Linked DNA regions of Mus musculus: regions 2 and 3 are each linked to region 1. Evidence: chromatin contacts called from public Hi-C and promoter capture Hi-C data. All regions are on one chromosome and are shown on one strand. The core of a region is the stretch at or near the end of the contact, and the rest is flanking DNA. Distances in the headings are between cores, read along the strand shown.

Region 1 (3,088 bases), core at 434-2,933:
GAGTTCCCGTCTGCTAAAGACTCTGAATGCATGAACACTGTGATAAGGCTCTTCTGAGAAGTCAGAAAACATAAAAAGGAAAACAGAAATGAAGCCACATCTGAAGAAATCCAAAAAAAGAATGATACAATCTAACCTGTTCACCCCAATTTAGCTCCACTTTTTACTTTCCACGGCAACACTGCTGAAATGTTGAATAATTGAAATTTACTCTGGAGATACAACAAAGGCGTCCAAAAGGCCATGGAGGGAATTTCAACTAAAATTCAAAAGCCACAAGAAGTCTGCAAAGAAAGACACGTAAGTGAAAACTTTGCTAGGGACTACAGGCTTAGTAACAAGTTAATAACATAATTTGTGTGTCATTATCATTAACTGAAAAAAAAAAAAAAAAGCAAGGGCAAGCTTGGTGGCCCACAATTACATCCTAGCCATTTGTGTTACTATCATGTTGCCACTGGTCATTTACTTTTAACAAAAAAACTTCAATGCCATTCATATATAATATGCTAATTTCAAGAGATGCCAGGCTTAATGTTGCTGAATAAGTCCAGTTGCACATAAAAGTACATTAGCTCTATCGCCAGGGAAATATATGTAACAACCACCAGGACTCAACCACGGCATATCTGAAGCCCATCTTCAGTGTCCCACAGTACAACAGTTACGGTTTCCTGGGAAACACGGGACCCTTACAGGAAAAGAACTTCAAACATCCCAGTTCCCCCGCAAGGAACTTCCAAGAAAACGTTCATCCTCAGCTGTGCTGAAGACAACATAAACTCAAGACAAAGTCTTACAAGTAGTCCAGATGTTTTAAGCAGCTGTTTTCATGCTGTGTCTTCTAAGTGTAATTTCCCTGGACCTCACAACTTCAGAAGTCTTCATGTCCGTTCTCACTCCTCTGTCCGGTTCTGACCAGCACACAAAGGAGTCATTAAAGAGGCCATGTGGTTACTGGCAGCTACCACTGACTATACTTAGGATCTACAGTTAGACAGACAGCACTTGGACGCTTAGCTGAGGAGGAGCCACATTGAGCATCCAAGAACATTCCCGACAGTCGATCGATGATGAATCGATCGGGGACAGAAATCTTGAATGAGTCGGAAGATCCTCCCCAGCCTCACCTGTTCCCAACATTGGAAAGTACAGGCAGTAGACGCCAGGTCATGAGAGAAAGAAAACTCCTTCCCAACAGCAGCCCGGGGTTAACACCCTATCCAGGATACACCGGGGTTGCTGGGGTCGACTTTGGCACCCCGAGAATGCACTACACAGGGATGCTCCCTGCGATCGCCACCTGTCAAAGCCGGAGACAGCTCCCCACCCTGAGCTCCGAGCTGCGGCCCGACGGCGCCGACTCGCTCGCGAGCCTCCGGGCGGCGCACCCAGTCACTTACGAGCCCAAGAGAGTCCCGAGTCACCACGCTGGCAGCCCACGGGGCACGCAGGACCCTCCGCTGTGGCCAAGGCGAAAGCGGTGTTAGCCGGCTAGCAATGAACCCGGCACTTTACCTTCCGCCATTCCGTCAACGTGCCCTGAGTAACCGTAGCGCCGCCGTGGAAGCTGACCGCCCCCCGTGACTCACCTCCTGACAACCGCACCGAGGAATCCCCACAGCCCTTTTCACTGCCGTCGCCGCCACCGCCACCGCCTCAGCGTTCGTCAGCGTCGCAGCTGTAGCCGCCATATTTGTTGTGTCTCCGCTCCCTTCCCGCCCGCCCCACGCCTTGCCCAAGTCTCGCGTGAGCGTGCTGCAGGGAGCAAGGAGAGAATTATGTCTCTCCTGGGGTTCCGTAGGCGGCAGTGGGCGGGGACTCAAAGGGGTGTGTGAGGGGCGGATGCTCGGAGTGGGCAGGGCCCGAGCTTGCCAGGCCGAGGGAGTCTTGCGCAAGGGTTCGTGGAAAGCCTTGCGAGCTTAACAGGGCCACCCTGCCCGAAGCGAGGATGGCGGTCTCTGCGCTCCAGCTGTGGCGTATGGGCGGGCTGGTGAGTGGGGTCGGTCGAAGCGACCGTCTCAGGAGGCCTGTGGCCACACTGATTCCTGGCGACGTCATCTTTTCCTAATGGGCTGGGGGTCTGGGAGGCTGGTGGAGGGGGCTGAGCCTGGGGCTGGGTCTCCACAGACCCTTCACCTCCGTCTGGTTTTCCTTCAGGATCCGTCCCAGCTCATGCCACATTTCCCCGGATGATGATGATGATTTTTTTGTTTTGTTTTTTGGGGTTTTTTTTGTTTTTGTTTTTGTTTTGTTTTTTTTTTTTTTCGAGACAGGGTTTCTCTGTATAGCCCTGGGTGTCCTGGAACTCACTCTGTAGAGCAGGCTGGCCTCGAACTCAGAAATCTGCCTGCCTCTGCCTCCCGAGTGCTGGGATTAAAGGCGTGCGCCACCATCACCCAACCGATAATGATGATTTTTAATGACTAAAATCTAGGCCTGCTTGTCGAGCCTATTGACACTCTCTTCCCTTCAGCAGCCCAGCTGGAAGGGACCTCTCATATTTCTGGGTCTTAACCATTCAGGGAAGGAATTTCTTAGGCTTTATCTCACTGCGGGGATCTGACCAGCTCCCTTAGATTCTGAGGAGCCCAAAAGCCCATTCTAGTCCTCTTCCTCAAACTTGGTCTGAGGCCAGCCTCTTGTCTCACCAGGATGTTTCTGGCCTCCCTTTGCTCTCTCGGATTTCCTGAGCTTGGAATTAGGACACACAGTACAGTGCAGATGACAGCATCTGTCAGAATAACAGAAGACACTCTGACCAGTCAGAGGGGGCAATGGGTTGAACCATGAGCAAACCTACGTTAGCTGGACTTGGTGCTATTTCTTCAGGTGCCTGAAAGAGACAGCTTTCCTGGAGGATGTTTCTCTACTTAGGCGATTGACGAGCCCATTTAGCTAACTTTGAAGTGAAAGGACAGTTGGGTGCCTTTGCTGTGGTTGTAGTTAGCTGGAAACCCTCCAGCTAAATAGTAATCTTAAAATTTCCTCGGGCAGATGTTAAGTCTCAAGTCTCACCCATTATTCTGGCGAGCAATCAAAATCCTGCAGTATTTATTCCCGGTTTTACAAGCTACTGATGAGAGGA
Region 2 (3,088 bases), core at 269-2,768, 860 kb before region 1:
GCTGCAATAACAGATTTAAAATCATGAATTACCTTCATTAAACAGAGTGTTAGCTTCTTCCAGGACCTCTGTTAGTTTGTCACCAGCATTCAGTATGTCTTCCCGGTTTTCTATTTAAAAGAATACAAGCTTAGGGAACTGGGCACATCCTTCACTAATAAGTAGCAACTTACAGTTCCTTCCACTCCTACAGCCTGGGTAATGATTAGAGTGGCTTTATCTCTTTAACAGAAAAAGGCTTTATCTTTTACAGAAAGAGACAATGTTACTACTGTTCCAAGCAAATTGAACGTCTGTGTGTGCAGAAGGCCTGGGGTCAACCTTTGATGTCCTTCCCTCAGCGCACCATCACCTTTGCCTTTTGAGACAGGGTATCTATCTATCTATCTATCTATCTATCTATCTATCTATCTATAGAACTATCTATCTATCTATCTATCTATAGAACTAGCCAAGAAGGCTAGGTGAGCTGGCCAAAGAGACCCAGGGTCTCTGCTTCCCCTCGGCTGAGGATACAAGTTTACAGAACTACTTTTAGGAGACACTTTAGAGGGTTCTGGGGAATCTAATTAAGGTCGCAAGAGAAGCATCTGCCCATCTCCCCAGCCCTCAAAACTTGAACTCTTGACAGGAAACACTTGCTCCCCAAATGTGCAAAGGGATGACTCTTCGGCTTCCCAATACAAGGGCTCGATTAAGAAAGGATTGTCAACTTCTCAAGCAACAGGCTCATCTGGAGAGCCACACAACAAACGCTTGGGCCTGTACAGCATTTCTGATTCAGTGTATCCGAGCTGGGCAGGGAAATGTGCATTTTAGCAATCCCAAGGGACTCCATAGCTCAGGCGCCCACGAGGAGCAAGCTAGATTGAACAAAAATCTGGTGGTGTGTGCTTGTCTTCCCTACTGGCTAGCTGAGCTCAAGTCACCACCAGGTCTGGTCTCCCGCTTTTCCAGCCGGCCACACAGCACCTGCGCGGCCGCCGCCAAGGTCGCGTAGGCTGCACTTCGTAAACAAGCGAAAGCGCGCTGCCGCGAGCCTGCGCAGACCGGCCAGCGCCTGCACCTCCACCGCCCTCCCCAGCCATGGAACGCCACCGGCCCGCGCAGCCACAAAGCGCCACCTTACGTTGGACAGAGTTGATGAGAGCGCGGTACTGATGGCGGATCTGGCGGCACAGGCCCTGGTCGTACTCGGCCTCCAAGCAGGCCGGGTCCATCAGCTCGTCCCCAGAATCAGACAGATCGGAGTCCTCCAAGCTCGGACGCTCCGCTGCCTCCCTGCGCTCCGGCGCGGCGCCGCGGCGGGCCAGCGGGGACCGCGAGCGGGACCGGGAGCGGGTGCGATCCCGGTGCGGGTCGCGGCCCCGGCCCCGGCCCTCAGACCGGCGGCCGCTGCTGTCGCCAGACATCGCGCCAATTCGCCTTGCAACTTCGGAGCGGCGGAAGTTCGCGCCAGAAACTGAAACCCCCGGCTGGGCTCGAGCGCCGGCTCCAGGAGCAACGCAGCTCCCCGGCTGGCGCGTGAGCACACAGCGACACCTGTGGCCCGGAGGTCGCGGCGGCGTTGGCTGTGTCTGTGCCTCGCATTGGTTCTTAGTTACTCCACCCTGCAAGCAAGAGTCTTAGGACTTTAGATCTCTGATCCTAATGCCCACCCCACTTAGTCATGCATCTTCCCATTGTCTCTTTGGCTCCTCTGGCCTTGGGGAGGATACAACAAACAAAACAGGGTTCCTTGACTGTACCATAGTAAACTGTTAAGCCTCCTTCTAAATATCTGCACCACCACACGGCAGGTTCACAGCTGATTCTCTAACAACAGATACCCTATAACAGGTCTGAGGAAGATAATTATATGCAATGTGGTTTCAAAGATACATGTATACATATCATTCCATGTAATTGTGTGTGTGTGCACTGTACATAGATACGCATGCACAAGTGTGCATCTGCGGGTACAAACGGCAGGTTGGCTTCAGGGGTCTTCCTCTTTCAGTTCCACATTTTTTAGATTTGTTGTGTGTGTATATACATCCTTTATTTGCGTGCACACTGTGGACGAAATGTATGCAGTGCCCTCAGATGTCAAAATAGGACGTGCACACCTCCTCTGGAACCGGAGTTAAGAAGGGTTTGTGAGCTGCCCTGTGGATAACGGCGATGGAACCCTACTCCTATGAGAACTAGTGCTCTTAACCTCTAAACCATCTCTCCAGCCCACTCTCCACGTTCTTTACCATAAGGCATCTCTAGCTGAACCTGGAACTCGTCTTTTTGACAGGACTTAAATAGCCAGCAAGATCTAGGCATTTTCCTGTCTTCACTTCCAACGCACTAGGATTATGGATCCACACTGCCGTGTACAAGTTTGGTTGTTGTTTTTTGTTTGTTTGTTTTTTGAGACAAGGTTTCTCTGTGTAGCCCTGGCTGTCCTGGAACTCACTTTGTAGACCAGGCTGTCCTCAAACTCAGAAATCTGCCTGCCTCTGCCTCCCAAGTGCTGGGATTAAAGGCATGTGCCACCACCGCCCGCCCATGTACCAGTTTTTATGCCACCTTAGGAATCCTGAGGTAATCTACCCTCTGACACACACACTTCTCCTTCTTCCATCCCTCCCTCTCACATAGGATTTCATGTAACCCAGGCTGGCCTCAAACTGACCCTGTAGCTGAAGCTAATATTGAGTTCCTGATCCTCGTGAATCTAACTACCTCACAAAGGCTGAGAGGATTTTGAGACCAAGATCCAAAGCCTAGTGAGCTCACTGCTACTGAGATATCATTGCTTCTAGAGCCTCCAAAGAAAAAAGAACTAGGAAGCTATGCATAGACACCCTTACACGTATATAAGTGCATCTCTTCATATTTTATGTTGCTGGGTTAATTTAAAACACTAATTTGCATTGACATCACAGAAGAGTGTGTGGGGAAGAAGGGGTGAATGTGATTGATGAAATACTATTCTCTGTATTAATGTAGACTACTGAGAAGAAATGGTTCAGCAGTTAAGAGCACTTACTGCTCTTACAGAGGACCTGGCATCAGTCCTCCGTATCCACATAGTGGCTCCCAGCTGTCTAGAACA
Region 3 (3,088 bases), core at 401-2,900, 640 kb before region 1:
CGTATGATTCTTTTACTTGTTTGCTTGTTCGTTTTAATAGACTGGCCTCAAACTTCCTCTATAACCATGGGTGACCTTGAACTCCTGCCTCAACTTCCCAGTGTTGGGAGTGTAGGTCTGCAGCCCACAACCCGTTCCAAGAAGATTATTTTTCATTTCTTGTGAGATAATTCATCTATCTTTTTTTATGGCCTGGTTGGAGGTTCATTTACTGTTTTGACTGGGCTACACTTCCCTCTCCACAGTCTAGTTGTGTGTGTGTGTGTGTGTGTGTGTGTGTGTGTGTGTGTGTGTGTGTGTTCACTCACATGAACAGCCACCTCTCTGTCTTCATAAGCTGGCTCTATATGGGGAAGTCCTTTGCCAACCACACTCAGTACTCACTGTGGCCTCACAGCACATTTCTGGAAATGTATCTTTGCCTGAGCATGCACACACGGCCTCGCCATCAGAGGAGCTGCTCTGTTCCCTGTAGGAACTTGCTCACCTTCTCCCTCTGGGAGACTAAGCAGGTGCTGTCAGAAGCCAGTCCCTCAGGATCCAGAACACACCAGGTGGGGCAGAAAGCAGCCCCCTGAACATTGGCCTAAGGCTGGCATGGTGGCTCTGCCTCCCACCCTTCTGTTTCCCTCCCATAGGGGTGGGTGGACAACATCGCCAGCAAGTGGATGCCACCAGGTAGAACTTGCAGGGAAAGCAGCTAGACTTCCTGTGACATTGCTTGTGGCCAAGGCCACATGAAGTCCATGCTAACTCCAGCGATTCAAGAAAGTTTCCATTTCTGTGCATTTGACTTTGGCTTACAGCTCAGCTCTGGAGCGATCCATGGCGCAATCTAGCGGGGAGCTGAAGGCTTCTAAACCAAAGGCTTCAGAAAGGGATCAATACAATCAAGGTCAAATGTTGGGCTCAGGGGTGGTAAGGACTGTGGCTCCCTGGGACACTTTCCCAGTGTGGCCAATAGGAGGCGCTCAGGGGTTGTCTTTTAGCCAGTAGCCCCAGTAGTACCAGAAATAGTATCCAGAGGGCAGGTATGATATCAGGAGGGTCAGGTTCTTGTATTTCAAACACCTTAATTCAAATCCTGTGTTAAGCCTCTATTGGAGAGAAAGTTTACATAGGGGAAGTCTGAGGTAAAGGGAAGGGCAGAAGTAACAGGGCAGACCTGTACTTCAGAGCTTTCGCTGAGGCACCTCCTTCCACACACACTATCACGCCATCATCGTGGCACTGGGCTAGGAGGGAAGCGACAGACCAGACTCCAGGTTGGAGAGCAGACAGTGTGTATCTGGTGGTATGGGAAGTGCGGCAAAGGCTCTCCAAGTGTGTGTGTGTAGCTCGCTCCCCTGCAAAGGAACATAGCCCAGTTGCAGGTTTGCACTTTGAGACCCTAATGTCTGTCAGAGGGCTGGCTACACTACCCACCACTTTCTCCCACATCAAGAGACACAGTTATCAATAAGACACATTATCAATAAGGCACAGGAATGGGGGAGGGGATACACACACACAAAAAATATTAATGTAGAATTAATTAAGGCTAATTTTGGACATGGAATTCAAATTACTTTTGTTGCGAAAATATTTTGGCAGCCAGGCATGGTTATGCTAGTGACAAACTGTTTTCTGATAGCCCTGTCACCCCTCAGCAGAAAGCCTGAAGCCTCAAGCTGAGATAACACCAGAACCCGGAACAGGAAGTCCTTAGAATCTGACTGCTGTTGCCATGGTACCCACAACTACCCCCAGGAAGCCAAAGGCAGGCTCCCCCAGCAAAGCATCGCCGTAGGAGAAGGGGTGAGCCCCAGGTGTCATGAGAGCGTTCAAGATTCAGGCTCAGAAGGTGCCCAGCCTCCAACTCTCCCTTGGTTCCGAGACCAGTGCAACCAGCACCCCTCTGCTTCACTCTCAACCTCTGTGACCGTCCCCGTGGGCAGCAGGACTGCAGAACTGTAAGTGGGACTGGTACCTCATCCACAGCCGAGACCAAGGGGTCACCCAGTGATGGGAGCTGTTTGCACATAGCTCCACCAGGGCAAGGAGGCATTTCAGAGGTTCCTGGCTGGGAGCTGAAGGAGGGTCACAGACAGCTTCCTCACCAGAGGACCAAGGGAGCAACAACTAAAGCCCACAGAGGGCACAGCTCCCAGTGAGACAAAAATAAAAATACATTTCAGTGCTACTAAGATACTCCTGGGGTTCAAGGTCAGCCAGGAAGACTCTTGTGTAAAAGAAACAGGAGCTAGAGCCAGGCATGGTGGCGTAGGCCTTTAATCCCAGCACTCGGGAGGCAGAGGCAGGTGGATTTCTGAGTTCGAGGCCAGCCTGGTCTACAAAGTGAGTTCTTCTCTACATAGAGAAACCCTGTCTCAGAAAAAAAGGAAGAAAGGAAAGAAAGAAAGAAAGGAAAGAAAGAAAGAAAGAAAGGAAAGAAAGGAAAGAAAGAAAGAAAGGAAAGAAAGAAAGAAAGAAAGGAAAGAAAGGAAGGAAGGAAGGAAAGAAAGAAAGAAAGAAAGAAAGAAAGAAAGAAAGAAAGAAAGAAAGAAAGAAAGAAAGAAAGAAAGAAAGAAAGAAAGAAAGAAAGAAAAGAAAGAAAGAGGAGCTAGGCAGCCACCTCTGAACTGAAATGACCTTTTTTTCTATGGAGGGCCCTGGCAGGAACATTTCTTCATATGCTGACCAGCTCTGTATGAAGTCTGCCTGGAACCCACTCCTCTCTCCTTAGAAGCTTCTGGGCCACGATGAAGATGCAGAGCTCATATGTGGAAAGTTGGCCAAGGGTTTTAGCTGGAGAGGTGCAGGGTCCCTCTGACTTCTGTGTGAAAAACAGGTCAGAGAAGCAGCTATGATTCCAGCCATGAACAAAAGTATGTGTGTGTGGAGGGGGCAGTGTGTGTGTGTGTGTGTGTGTGTGTGTGTGTGTGTGTGTGTGTGGTGTGTGCTATGTGCTGTGTGGTGTGGTGTGTGTGTGCTATGTGCTGTGTGTGTGTGTGTGAGATGTGCAGTGTGGTGTGTGGTATGTGTGTGTATGTGTGCTGTGTAGTGGTGTGTATGTGTTTTGTGTGCTGTGTAGTGTGGTCGTGTGTGT

What was found. Promoter capture Hi-C pulls out the DNA fragments that hold promoters and counts their contacts. A called contact is a pair of places that touch in the nucleus more often than the background predicts.
Region 2: a Hi-C map of regulatory T cells shows a contact between it and region 1, with 9 times the contacts expected there. The contact joins the promoter of Nsmce4a here to the promoter of Ikzf5 in region 1. A contact is called at or near these places in 1 of 39 promoter capture datasets (pre-B cells), 1 of 484 Hi-C or Micro-C datasets (regulatory T cells) and 2 of 115 datasets of contacts at active chromatin or transcription factors (bone marrow-derived macrophages and large pre-B cells).
Region 3: a promoter capture Hi-C map of stem cell-derived epiblast-like cells shows a contact between it and region 1, with 2.8 times the contacts expected there. The contact joins the promoter of Btbd16 here to the promoter of Ikzf5 in region 1. A contact is called at or near these places in 2 of 39 promoter capture datasets (hippocampal neurons and stem cell-derived epiblast-like cells) and 1 of 9 other capture datasets (embryonic stem cells).

Annotation. Positions count from the first base shown.
Region 1 is chr7:131,408,795-131,411,882 of GRCm38.p6, forward strand. Ikzf5 (IKAROS family zinc finger 5) reads right to left here and starts at 1,684. Exons shown (of 4, transcript NM_175115.4): 1 at 1,593-1,684. Acadsb (acyl-Coenzyme A dehydrogenase, short/branched chain) reads left to right here and starts at 1,807. Exons shown (of 11, transcript NM_025826.4): 1 at 1,807-1,993. The coding sequence starts at 1,952.
Region 2 is chr7:130,545,863-130,548,950 of GRCm38.p6, forward strand. It overlaps Nsmce4a (NSE4 homolog A, SMC5-SMC6 complex component), which reads right to left and starts at 1,519. Exons shown (of 11, transcript NM_001162855.1): 1 at 1,130-1,519; 2 at 33-110. The coding sequence starts at 1,412.
Region 3 is chr7:130,772,419-130,775,506 of GRCm38.p6, forward strand. It overlaps Btbd16 (BTB (POZ) domain containing 16), which reads left to right and starts at 1,651. Exons shown (of 16, transcript NM_001081038.2): 1 at 1,651-1,952.